Linked DNA regions of Mus musculus: region 1 is linked to region 2. The links are chromatin contacts, called in public promoter capture Hi-C maps. All regions are on one chromosome and are shown on one strand. The core of a region is the stretch at or near the end of the contact, and the rest is flanking DNA. Distances in the headings are between cores, read along the strand shown. Region 1 overlaps Fyn (Fyn proto-oncogene). Region 2 has its middle 16 kb from the start of Gm31562.

Evidence for each region. Capture Hi-C pulls out chosen DNA fragments and counts their contacts.
Region 1: a promoter capture Hi-C map of adipose tissue shows a contact between it and region 2. The contact joins two enhancer-like sites. A contact is called at or near these places in 2 of 39 promoter capture datasets (liver and pre-B cells), 45 of 484 Hi-C or Micro-C datasets (the 63-12 cell line, the AML12 cell line, the BV-2 cell line and 28 more), 10 of 115 datasets of contacts at active chromatin or transcription factors (differentiating embryonic stem cells, embryonic basal ganglia, embryonic stem cells and 4 more) and 3 of 9 other capture datasets (adipose tissue, embryonic tail and liver).

The regions. Positions count from the first base shown.
Region 1 is chr10:39,504,442-39,510,576 of GRCm38.p6, forward strand. All of the region lies in intron 3 of Fyn (Fyn proto-oncogene), which reads left to right. Among named protein-coding and RNA genes, the nearest start is that of Gm40627, 83 kb to the right of the region's middle. Within about 2 kb of position 2,675, at least 41 of the 459 cell types and tissues checked have an H3K27ac peak or open chromatin away from gene starts, as enhancers often do. A contact at or near this core is called in adipose tissue, muscle stem cells and uterus, where this site is marked.
Region 2 is chr10:39,225,062-39,231,653 of GRCm38.p6, forward strand. No RefSeq gene overlaps it. Among named protein-coding and RNA genes, the nearest start is that of Gm31562, 16 kb to the right of the region's middle. Within about 2 kb of position 2,755, at least 66 of the 459 cell types and tissues checked have an H3K27ac peak or open chromatin away from gene starts, as enhancers often do. A contact at or near this core is called in adipose tissue, muscle stem cells and uterus, where this site is marked.

The DNA of each region.
Region 1 (6,135 bases), core at 1,425-3,924, 280 kb after region 2:
GTGCTACCAATAGTGTTCCCTCATTTCCTGCCTAGTTGGTTTGTCTTATCTATATAAATCCATTTTTTAAAATATCTATCTACAAAATAAACTTGTACATAAATGTGGATAACAGAATTATTCAAAGGAGGAAGTATCCAGGATATTCATGATTTCTAAATGGATGAGCACCTTATGATATAGTCATACAGTGACAGATATTTAGTGATTAATGTAATGATAACTTTAATACAATGCTATATTACTACACTGCAGATGAATCTTAAATGCGTTGTGCCCTGATGAAAAATAGAACGAAACCAAGGTTGTGTATCATGTGATTAAATCCATACCAAATATCTGGATTAGGCAAACCCACAGAGACCTAGGTAGGTTAGATGGGCGTCAGGGAAGATAGGGGTCATTGGCAAGTGGCTGCTTAGAGCACAGGGGTTTCTTTGAGGATGAAGAATGTGTTCTGGAATTAAATGGCAGTAATGGCTCCTTTATAAAAACCAACTGTGCCACACTCTTCTGTGGTCTGGAAGAGTTGGGGAAGGTGTGCCCTGCCTCTCCAGAATCCCTTCGTACAAACAGGGCTAATACTCTCATTTGCATCAGCACCTTCTCTCTCTCTTCTGTCGACTCAGAGATCCAAAGCAAACTGGGCGCAAGAAGCATCTCTCCCTCTCCCTGGAGCCCTTCCATGATTCCCTGTTAAAACTTCATTTGGCCATTTAGGTTTGGGAGCCCATCCAGTGGCTGGCTGGCTGACAGCAGTGTGAATGCTCACTCTCGGGGGCTCACGCTTCTGTCTCCCTTCCATTAAGCCTTCAGAGCTCCAGGCGCAGTGAGGGGGGTGGGGTGGGAAAAAGGAAAAGACTGCAGTTTCTCAGCCTAGGGGTTATCTACACAAGCATCGACAGAGCTGATTCCAGGTGCCGGGAATGCGCCTCTTTTCTGCTGTGCCATGGTGTTCTATGAGTGATTGGTTTCATCCATTGCTGTCAGGGTGGGACAGGATCCATCCTCGTCCCCTCAGAGCCTTTGCAGTGACCACACACATGGATGATCCAGACACTTGCTGTTTGTGAAGTAAAGCTTTGATTTGATGCGTAGCAGGTCCAGTCTTCTGGCCACTGCATGTGGTCAGTGTCTGCGTTGTGCACACTCCCCTGTCCCGTGGCCTTCTCACCTGAGAGACTGCAGGGTGTCAGAAGGAGCGTTTGGTAGGGGCTTTCCTTCACAGCATTCTACCACAAGTACATACGTCTTTTGTGTTTGGTTGGGGGTGGGGCAGATTATACGAACACTTCACTTCATGAGTTAATTTGCCTGTAAAGTGAATCATGTCTTAAATGCAATAGGAGAGCTCATTTTTATACCAAGGAAACTTTCCGCTACCGCCTCCCTCGTGGTATGTATAAATACCCTTGCCACAGATAGGGAAGACGGGGAAATTGAGGGCTGCTTTAGTTTTGTTGGCTCAAACAGTCATTAAGATGCCAAACCATACCAAGGAAGAGGTGACTCACTGTGGTTCCAGCACCTCCATAGAACCCACTATTCACAGTGTGGAATGTAGATGGAGACAGAGGCACCAAGGCTAACAGAGGCACTGTGCTCTCTGTCCCTGGACGTGGTGTCAAGAGGCGTCCTTCCCTCTGACTTTCCCGCCATGCCTCTTTTGTACACTTTTGTGTGGACTTACCAGGGCTCCATGGTACAGAAAGCAGCTTTGTTGCAGAAGTCCTGAGTTCTGGACATGGACTCTAGTCACCTGTTGTCACCTCTCGTCCCCACCCCGAGCTGAGCTGTGGACACATTCCCCTACCTCTCTATAACAGGGCCCATGTTTGAGGACTTAGAATGTGGTGGTGGGGTTGCGTTTTCCAGTGCAGTACAGTGCAGTGCCTGGCATACATGAGTATGCATACATACACTTCGGATGTTGGCTATGACTGCCAGGATGTGGAACCACCACCTCTACAGTGCCCCATCCCGTAACTAGGCATTCATCTTCTGCAGGCTTCGGACAGCATCCGTGTATTAGCTCACCATTCTGTGGGCCGTAAGCCGGCACGTAGCATGACCGGAATCTCTGATCAGCGAGGCTGAACTAAGGGTGTCAGCTGAGCTGTCACTGGGGCCTTGCTAGGGAAGAATCGGTTTCCTGACTCACACAGACTCTTGATCAGTCTCAGTTGCTCTGGTTTGCTGTGGTCTTGGAACTGACATGCCAGTTCCCTGCTCTGCCAGCTGTGAGCGCTCCTCAGCAGTGGAGAGCCCACATCTGGCCACGTGTTAAGAGCTGCAGGAGAGAGGATCCTCACTTTGAATGCTTCTTCTCACACTTCGGCTCTGCATGTGCAAGAAGAGCCATGACCTCCAGGGCTTACTTGATGAGGTCAGCTCACGGGGACACTGTCCTTCCTAAGGTTGGCTACGCCAAGTGACACAGCCTAACACAGGAGCGGCTGTTTAATTCACACATCCTGGAGACTGTACAGGAAGTTGGAAGGTAGCTTACAGTTCTGCGCACCACAGCACAACCTCAGCAGGGCCAGGGACAAATGGCTCACTTCTTCCATCCATCTGGCAGCAAGTATACTTTGCCAAGTGGGCAGAACTGCACTGCACTGCGCTGACACAGGGTGGACCCAGCACTAAGGCTGTCTGCGGCTCAGCCCCCAAGGTCTTACAGTTGCACAATGCAAACCCGGCTGGATCTTTCCTTTGGCTTAGGACCTCCACCAGTGCTTATGCAACCAAGAGGCACCAAGGCACCCTGCTTTTTCTCCATCCACCTAATTCCTAGGACCTCTCTGACTGTACCGAAAAGACAGATAAAGACCCTTAAGCTGCCAGGGTCATCTGGCTGTGTTCTAGGAAGAAGGAACAACCCATTGGGCAGGATGGAAAGGTGTTGGTGAATCAGGAAACTTGGCTGGCAGGTTCTGTAACCCAGCTACCACTGCTCCGGGCATAGTGTTGAGCTGCCTAAATGAGGCTCTAGCAGTTATGTGCGGAAAACTCCTAATCAGCTGCCCTGGCTCCTCAGGGGATTCACTGTCTGCCGAGAATCTAGTAAAGTTCCTTAAAGTCCTAGTAAAGTTACTCATCCTGTGGATGGTGTTGATTTTCTCAGCATCAAAAGCTGTGTGCCAGGAGCCTCTCTCCTAAGGTCGCCTCACTCTGACTGTGCTCCGCCTCCTCCTGCCCTCTCTCATCCCACTGCTGTTCATTCATGAAGCGGTCCACTTTTGCCTCTGCCCCTGACACAGTGTGAGGAGCTGCAGGGGACCTACAACTCTGCTCTGAATTCCTCATTGCTTATGTGTCGTTGGTCCGGCTCCCATCCTTTTCTTACTCTCCATTGTCAGCTTTGCCCAAGAAAGAGCGATGCTAGAGTGGAAGGGACCATGAGGCAAGTCGTGTCAGAGTTCTGTGGCCAGACCTCACTGTCCTTTCCCAGGCCAGCGCTGCCCACTAGGCTCCCAGGGTGAGAATGGGGCATGGGAGGGGGATAGGGATGAAGAGCTAAGTCTAGAGCTGTCACTTCTCCATTCCTTCTTAAGTTGGCTCCAAGGTAGCAGCCTACTCTGCTAAGATGGCGGCTACTCATTGGCTCTTTTCCCTGTATGTTGCAGAGAAAGGCATTTGCCAGCATGCCCGGTGTCTCATCCAGGCCTTGTTACCCAGCAGCTGTAGAACTTGATCATGGGCATTGCTCTTGGGTTGGCAGCTGAGGAAATGGAAGCTTTCTCATTGTTTGTGTGCCCAGCCTCAGAAGTTGAGAGTGGGTACCCACCTGGGCCCACCTCTGGTCAGAACGTACCTGACCTGTGATAGCTGAGCCCCCCCCCCCATACTGCAGGGCCCCCTCTGTCACAGAAGAACTGTGTGGAGGGTTTGAGGCCACACCATGACCGTAGTATAAAGCGATCATATCTGCTGTGCTCATGGGAGGAGGGTGTGGCTGTGTTTCAGTGTGTCTGGCAACTCTTCCCCTGTTGTGTAACTTAAATAGATTTGTGGGACTATGTCCATTTAAGGAAACAGGGTCCCTTAGCTTTCAAAGGGATGGAGAAACAGGCTATAATCTGGATATCTGGACTGGTCGCACAAGGTCAGGTTAGTGAAGACGCTCTGCTGCCAGCTCTTCTAGACAGACACATTGACTAGGTACATGGATGTGGTGTCTTACGAGTCAGCACTCCAGGGCCCCAGTGTTGTCAGAGTGGCACTGACAGTGCTTTGCAGTGACCTACAAATCAAAAGCAACTAGAATAGTTAGTACACTTACTCCATGTTGGTGGACACAGAAAACACCGAATAATAGAGATATTCTTTTCTGGTTTTTTTTGTTTGTTTTTTGTTTTTTGTTTTTGTTTATCGAGACAGGGTTTCTCTGAATAGCCCTGGCTGTCCTGGAACTCTCTTTGTAGACCAAGCTGGCCTTGAACTCAGAAATCCACCTGCATCTGCCTCCCAAGTGCTAGGATTGCCGTGCACTACCACCGCCCGGCAGAGAGATTCTTATCTTAGTCCAAATGCCCAGAAGTTTGCCTCACAGTGAGGAGCCTGATGACACAGAATGCCATCTGTATAGTGTCTCCTCACACTCTGTCTAGGAGTAGTTAGGCTGCCTGGGCCACATGGGAGGGTGAAGACCACAGATTCTCACACAGATCATCATGATGGACTCTTAGTGTCTGCATTATTTCTGTTTTGTCTTGCTCCCATTTCTCTCGTTACTCCTGATTCTTCCTCTAAATCAGTCAAGAATAGAGCGAGATCCGAGTAGAAGCATATAGTTAACTCAGAACATCAAGGGCATGCACTGCGTTCCCTCTGCAAAGATTACCTTCTCCAAAATTGTTTTTTGATCATTTTGGTTTAGTCACTTGATGTCTGTAGCATGCTTAGCTCTGCACCAGGCTTGTAAGGTGCACACAGCTGGGAAGCAGAGGACCAGCAGCCAGGCCCTGACTTCAAGGGGATTATGCCTTTCATACCTTCACTGTGAATTCTGTGTTAACACTGTGGAACTCTTTTTAGGGACTTTAGAATGTTGCCTTTTCTTTGTTACGTGAGACACGATATCCTGTTTTCTGCAAGAGTTCTAATGAGGTGGCTTTGTTGCATTAAAAAGATGGTTTGCAGTGAAAGTTCTCATTGGTTTTAGGTTTCGGAGAAAATCAGGGTTTCTCCCGGGTAATACCTGTGACACTGGGAATTGCTTGTTGCAGGAGACTATTCTGTGCCTTGTAAGAAGTTTGACAGAGTACAAGTACCCCTTTCCCTAAGTTTTGGCAACTGAAAACATCTGCAAGCATTGCCTACTATGTCTCCTGGTGGACAGGGGTGCCAGGTGTGAGCGTGACCCTCTAATTCTAGGCTCACATCTTCTGCTTAAACAAATCAATGAAATCCCCAAGAAAAAAAGCACTTGGAGCAAGTATGTTCTGTCTGGTCCTTGCCAAAGCTCAAAGCAACGTTGTACCATGGAAGAGTTAAGACAAAGTCAGCGAGGTACATACCCATCTGATGGTGCAGCAGTGGTGGTGAAATGCCTCAGTAGATTATGCCTTGGCGATAGTTTCCTGTTGGAAACTCATTAAAATCCTTCGCTGTCCATAAACAAGAGAACGCCTTGGACACAGCATGCTGTAAATTCATCTTGAATGATTTATGAGGAAATGGGTTCCAGATTTGGTGATCTCAGCTCAAGTAGTAGGCGACTGCCTGACAAACATTCTCATTCCCAAGAACTTGAAGTCAACTCACTAAGCATTTGCTGAAGTGTAGGTTGTGAGAGCTCTGGAGTGTCTAATGTGTCCTGGTAAGACGAGCGCAGTGCTTAAGAACTGCCACCAGCATCTCCTCAGCCTGTGACAGCTCCTACGTGGATATGAGTTACCCTTTATGGTCTTGAATCTCTTCCTGGTCTGTGCCAGCCCTGCCTTCCCCAGAGAGTGTATGCTATTAGACATCATGTCACGTGGTTCTTATTTGACGCTTTGGTCCCAAAGCGACTTTTCAGAGTCTTGGCAGGGACACTTCCTGCAAGTTCTGTCTGCCCACAGTGCACTTACAGTGGTAACATTCATTACCTTCCCTGTATGTCTGAGTTCTCACTTCTCACCTACATAC
Region 2 (6,592 bases), core at 1,505-4,004:
TTCCCATGATACATGATCACTTGCTCATTTTAAAATTAAAAAAAAAAAAAAAGTTTTCAAAAATAGCTGCACCGTGTCAAGATCTGAGCCCTGGAAGAACACAAAACCAGGCAGGGAAAACAGACAGGCAGGAACCTCCAGGTCATGAAGAGTATGGCAGTGCAGGCCATCACAGTCTACTGCAGGAGCAGAGAGGAGGCAGAAACCACAGCTTGCATCTGGAACTGGGTGAAGCTGAGTGGGAGCTGGCTGAAGGAAAGCACCAGGATAACAGAGACTTAGGTAATGTGATGGTTTGTATATGTTTAGCTACCAACTTCTGTCTTAGGGTTTTAGTGTTGTGAACAGATACCACAACCAAGGCAACTCTTACCAGGATACTTAATTGGGGCTGGCTTACAGGTTCAGAGGTTCAGTCCATTATCATCAAGGTGGGAGAATGGCAGTGACCAGGCAGGCATGGTGCAGGAGGAGTTGAGAGTTCTACATCTTCATCTGGAGGCTGCTAGGAAAATTCTGGCTTCCAGGCAGCTAGGAGGAGGGTCTTAAAGCCCACACCCACAGTGACACACCTATTCCAACAAGGCTACACCTCCTAATAGTGCCACTTCCTAGGTCAACATATACAAACCATCACAGGTAATGATGCCAAAGTGTACTGGCATTATTATAAATGCTTTATATACCTGAACTCATTACAACTGCCAAAGGAGTACTGGACTATACCCAGATTGCAGCTTTAAAAAAAAAAATGAGTCCCAAAGATATTAAGTAACTTGTTAAATGGTGCCTAGATAGTATGTGGTAGAGCCTCTACTGTCTGTCTCCAGAGCTTGTGTCTTGCTGCTTAGGGGAAATGTTAGGATGGGATCTACAAGGGCAATTCCCAAGAGATACCTGTGGCTGAATTTACCTGCGAAGTTATCTAGTCCTAGAGAAAGATTTTGGATTACTGGATTATTATGAGCCCTCTCAAAGGAAACGCTCTCCACTATTAACAAATAGTTTCCCTAGGCTAAAATATGGCTGTCCAGCAAGGATGCTACTCAGATGGTATATAAGGGTTCTCTAGAGGAACAAAGCTTATAGAACAAATATATATTTATTATTTTTATATTATATATAAGGGAGATTTATTAGAATGGTTTACAGCCTGTGGTCCAGCTAGTCCAACAATGGCCATCTTACACTGATATGTAAGGTCCAAGATTTAGTAGTTGTCCAGTCCATGAGGCTTGGATGTCTCAGCTGGTCTTTAGTATACGCCAGAATCCTGAAGAAGTATGCTGTAATGCCAGGGAAGGAATGGACTTGCCAGAGAGTGTGAAAGCATGTAAGCAAACAGAGCAAGCTTTCTTCTTCCATGTCCTTTGTATAGACTACCAGCAGAAGCTGTGGTCCTGAGTAAAGTACATCTTCTCACCCCAAAGATCTGCATCAGAAAAGGGTCTTCTAACAAACAAGTCTCTCACAGGTGTGCCCAGTCATTTAAGTTTTAATTAATTCCAGATGCAGTCAAGTTGACAACCAAAATCTGCCATCACAGTTGTTAACAAAAATAAATTACAACCAAATGTCCTTGCCAAATTTCTAGGCATGAGCCAGTTTGTCGACATGGAAACTTGACTGAAAGAGAAGCTGAGTCCTTAAGAGAAAGCACATGTGACATTGTAGAAAGTGCACACCGTCACTGGGGCAAAGGTGGCTACCCAGTCACAGCTGCCAGTCTTTGAACTAACTGCATCATCAAAGCATCATCATTAGCCTCTTGTTAGAGCAAGGGAACAAGAACTGCAGCTAATAATGAAGGTGATCTGTGTTATACCAGTGTCACTCAGAGGGGAGCCATTGAATCAATGGATATTAAATTGACTTCAGATGTAAACTAGGCACCTATAGGTGCAAACTGGCTTCTTGGGCAGTAGCCATGGGCATAGAGAAGCCCCCGAAACTGTACCTCATACTTAAGTCCAAGGCCAAGGGTACTAAGACAGGAAACAAACTCAGTGGAGATTTAGGAGCTTTCTCATCATAATCAGCTGTAGGTGGTCAGTGTGGTCCAGGAAGAGCTAAGGCATCCATCTGCCTCAAAGTAAAAGACGCATTATTGCACCCTGTACATCCCACTCACAAGGAAAGCTTGCAGTGTCTTGTTCCAATGACTCCTACCCAAGGCACACTCAAATTTCTCACCACTCACGGAGTGAGGAGTCAGCAGGTAGTGGGCATTAACAATATTCCTGAGAGCCACTAACACTGAGAAACAACTGAAAATAATTTAAGTTTAATACACTACCTAACCCAAATTCCTCCCTAACTCATCTTCCCACAGCAGGCTCCCCTCAAAGCTCCAGAATCCTTTAACACAAGAGGAAACTAGAGTACAAAAAAAATAATATTTTTATTCTATTCAAATGAACACATCACTAAGGTCTCTCCTAGATCCTGGGGGGAAGGGTCTGTACAAGTGAGAGGCTCATTAAGTAAGGGCCATTAGCTTCTAGAGCGATTGGCCCATGGCTGGGAGCCCAGAGAATGAACTTGGAGGGGCACTGGAGGAGCGAGCTGGGCAGGAAAGCCTGCGCGTTAATGCTCTCCAACCAGACCTCTTTTCCTCCCCTCTATAAATATTTTCACCCTGTGACAGTCGCCAAGGGCTTTTGTTTGTCTGTTTTTATCAAACCAGGTTCCACCAAATACTCTTGTAATGAAGAACAGCTGGTGAAGTGCTGGCGCTGAGCCGGGCCAGCTCTTCATTGTCATTCACAAAGATAGAAACTGAGAGCTGACTCCTGAACAGCCGCGCTGGGTGGGGATTGGAACTCTCTGGACATCCTCGACCCTGTCTATGAGCCAGCGGGAGCGTGCGTGCCCCTTCATTTTTCTCCATCTGCGGATCGATGCTCTTTACTAAGCAGAGATGCTGGGTGAACGGCATTATTGAACTGCAAAAAAATGTTAGTATTATTGCTTTTCCTCTTTGATCTCGAGGGGCAAGATAAATTTATGATATCTTAATTGTTTCCATGGCAGCAAATCATATTGTCCCAAACAGAGAACTGGATGACTTCATGGCTGGATTGAGAAAAAGGAGAAATCAGATTGGGAGTGAGAATTCTGCTCAAGCATAAATATCTTCAACGGCAGCGGAGGGAATAGAGTAAATTGCAGTCAGGCAAAATTGCTTTTGGTTTAACTGTTCTCGCAAGTTCACCCCGTGAAAAGCCCCTTCTCCAGGCTTGTAATTTGTGTAATGATGCCTCCTTGCCTAGATGCACAGAAGGCTAATGGGGAGACTCCTCAGGCTTGGGAATGTCTCAGCAATGCTAATTCCAATTGTTTTGCAGCAATATCTGCATATCTGCTGTAAGCTGTTTTGTTTTCCAAACACATGACTCTGTGTGTGTGTTTGTGTGTGTCTTTATTTCCTAAAAGGGTTTTATCTCCCCCACCTTTTTTTTTTTTTAATCAACCAACTTCCAGACAAAAATTATTCTTTTATCATCTGAGGAAAAAAAAAATCTGTCAAGAACTGTCTCTCTGCCACTGGAGTATCTACTTAGCCTTATTAGGTCGCTTTTGACTTCATTCTCACAGTTCCAGACTGTAGTATTAGTTCTTGTCTATTGTCTGAGCAACAGCAAACTTCTTTTCTAATTTTGAGCCCCTTAAAATTTATCTCAGTTCAGCCACATACAACAGTGACTTAGGATTTTCAAGCCCTCTTTCCTCTCTACCACGCCACCTCCACCCCCACCCCTGTCCCAGTCTTTATATGCAAACATTTCCAGAGCCTTGTACCAGTGACAATCTTCTTCTTCTTCTTCTTCTTCTTCTTCTTCTTCTTCTTCTTCTTCTTCTTCTTCTTCTTCTTCTTCTTCTTCTTCTTCTTCTCCTCCTCCTCCTCCTCCTCCTCCTCCTCCTCCTCCTCCTCCTCCTTCTTCTTCTCTCTCTCTCCCCCTTCTCCCTCCCTCTCTCTCTTGTGGTTTTTTTTTTAAGATTTATTTCATTTATATGAGTACACTGTAGCTGCCTTCAGACACACCAGAACTTGTTTGTACTCTGTACGACTCCACTAGAAATTGCATAGTGATAGTCGGCTATGTCAACTCTAGTAGATTATACCACTGCTATTTACTTGGATACTAATCTAAGTGTTTCTTTGAAGGTTAATGTGTAGACCTGTTAAACTTGGGAAGGGAGAAAGGCCATTGAAGGTGAAGGCTTACAACAATAATTTTGGGCGGAGTTCATCCGGTCAGACCCCGCCTGGGTTTCCAGCTTGCTATCTGCCCAACAGATTTGCACTGTTAGGTTCCTATCATTAAAATAACCACAACAACTGTTTCATTAAAATAATTCCTCTCCCCCTTGCCCCCCCCCATGTGTGTACACAAAATAGACAGAATCCTGTGCCCTTAGTGGGGGTGGAATGACGTGGTTCTTGTCCCTAGGACAGGGCCAACAAGGCATGGGCCTCCATGAGTGTCAATGGCTGTGGTGGGCATAAGGCTTGCTCTTATAATAATGTACATATTTTCTTGTTCCTCCCTCCAGGCATGTCCTCCCTGCTAATGTTAGTGACTCCATGCACAGCAGATGTCCAGGAGTGCTGTGTGGCTATGGCTCAGCAAAATGGCAAACACTAGGACTTTCTGGACAGTCCTGCAAGCCATGGAAAAGAACTCTAAAACCATGAATTTAAAAATATATACTTTCTCAACTATGCAAAATATAAGGATGCAATATGAATTAAATGAGGGGTTTCGAGAATCTAAAGGAACAAAACAGCTGTGCTTCGAGTCAACTCATCAGAAAGATACTAAGGAAGGAGATAAAAAGATTTAGGGAGTGGTAATGGCAGGAGACCCTACCCAGCTAAATTTTTTATGTTTACAAAGGCAGACAGATTCCTGAGTTTGAGGTCAGACTGGGACAGAGAGATCCAGGCCCAGGCATGGTAGAAATGGTTAATTTCAATTCGAGGTCCCACCTAGCTAGCTTATTGTCTGTACTTCACAATGACAGTCAGATCTCTGAATCCTTTTGTAATAGGAAGAAGAAAAAAAAGTGAGTTTGCTGTCCCCTAAAAATCAAGGGGCTGGGGTCACAGGATGCTGATTCATGGGAAAATCAAATGGGAACCTGGGGTAATGACTGAATTGATATGTAAATAAAACGCTGGGCAGTGATCTGCAAGAGATGAGCTATCCAGAGAATTTTTTAGTATAAAAAGAGAGAACTGCCTGGAGAATTGCCAAGCAGAACATAGAAAGAGAGAGCTGCCTGGAGATCTCCGGAGAGAGCAGAACCTACAGAAAGCTGTCTGGAAAGCTATCTCTAACAGAACGTAGGTTGTCAGATTGAACCCATGAACTTGTAGTCATTGCGTTCACTGCTCCCAGACACTCCTCCCTCAGAACCCCTCTCCAGTTGAGGCTGGTCCTTAGCAATCCTGAAAATAACAAAACAATGGACTTGTTTGGCGGACTGTAGGAGCTGAGAGAAGAAAAGAGAGAGGATCCCAGGGTTATGAAACAAGGACTTCTATCAGAAAATAATATTAAGAGTATGATGAAGGAAGGAGATAAGGTCCTATGAACCCAGCATTCTCTTCCACCTTTCCTAGGTCTTAGCACATCGGGCAGTGCCAGGGACTCCTTCTCGAACCACCATGGTTGTCTTCTCTGACATTGTTTTCTTCCTCACTTCCTGAGGCACCTCCTCCATACCCTCCTCCTTTCACCATATCAGTGTGCTTCAGACAGATCTGTGGTGATCTTGTCTTTGCAGCCACACCCTGGCAATGGCCCGTGACTTCTGAGCCTTATCGCTCATCATGACAGAGAGGAGCGTGGTCCCCCAACAGCTACTGCACTATCCAACTGTGGTTTCAGGATCCTGGGCTCAGCCTGTGGGGGGGGGGGGTCCACCATCTCAGCATTCCTTTGTTACAGATTTCTTTTGGTCCTCCACATTCGACGGCATGTGAAGTTCTGCTTGCCCCGCCTTACCCTCTCTTCCATCTTCCCAAGACTGCATTTCTCCACCCACTGTCCCTGTTGTGCTCTGTCCTCTGTCCCGGATAATTACCCCTGCTTTGCATTTCTCTTCTATAATGCGGTTTAGAATCTGCAACTAGATTAGCATTCCTGAAGTACAGCTCGGATGCGTTATTATCCACTCAGTATTCTGCAGCCTCCTCCCAGTGCCTTTCAAATGAACTTAAGAACCCCCAACCGAGCCTTCCCATCCAGACCCACAGTTGTCTTGTCTCTGGCATCCTGTCCGGCTTATTTCCTCCCCTGGGATCTGTATATCCAAATACTACCTGATTTTCAAGATGTCCCATCTTTCTGAAGTCTTCCCTAATCTAATTAGAAGGGATTTTTTTTTTCCTTTCATCTAGATTCTCATAAACTGTAACATGTGACTCATTGTTTTTGACCTTAAATTATACTTCCTGAATATTTTACTCATCAGCCAAAATTATAAAACTCTTCATGAGAAGAATAGAATTCTTTATACCACGCCCCCTCAGAGTGCTTAGCACAGTGTTTTGCATATATTAGGCAATAAACAAATATTTCCT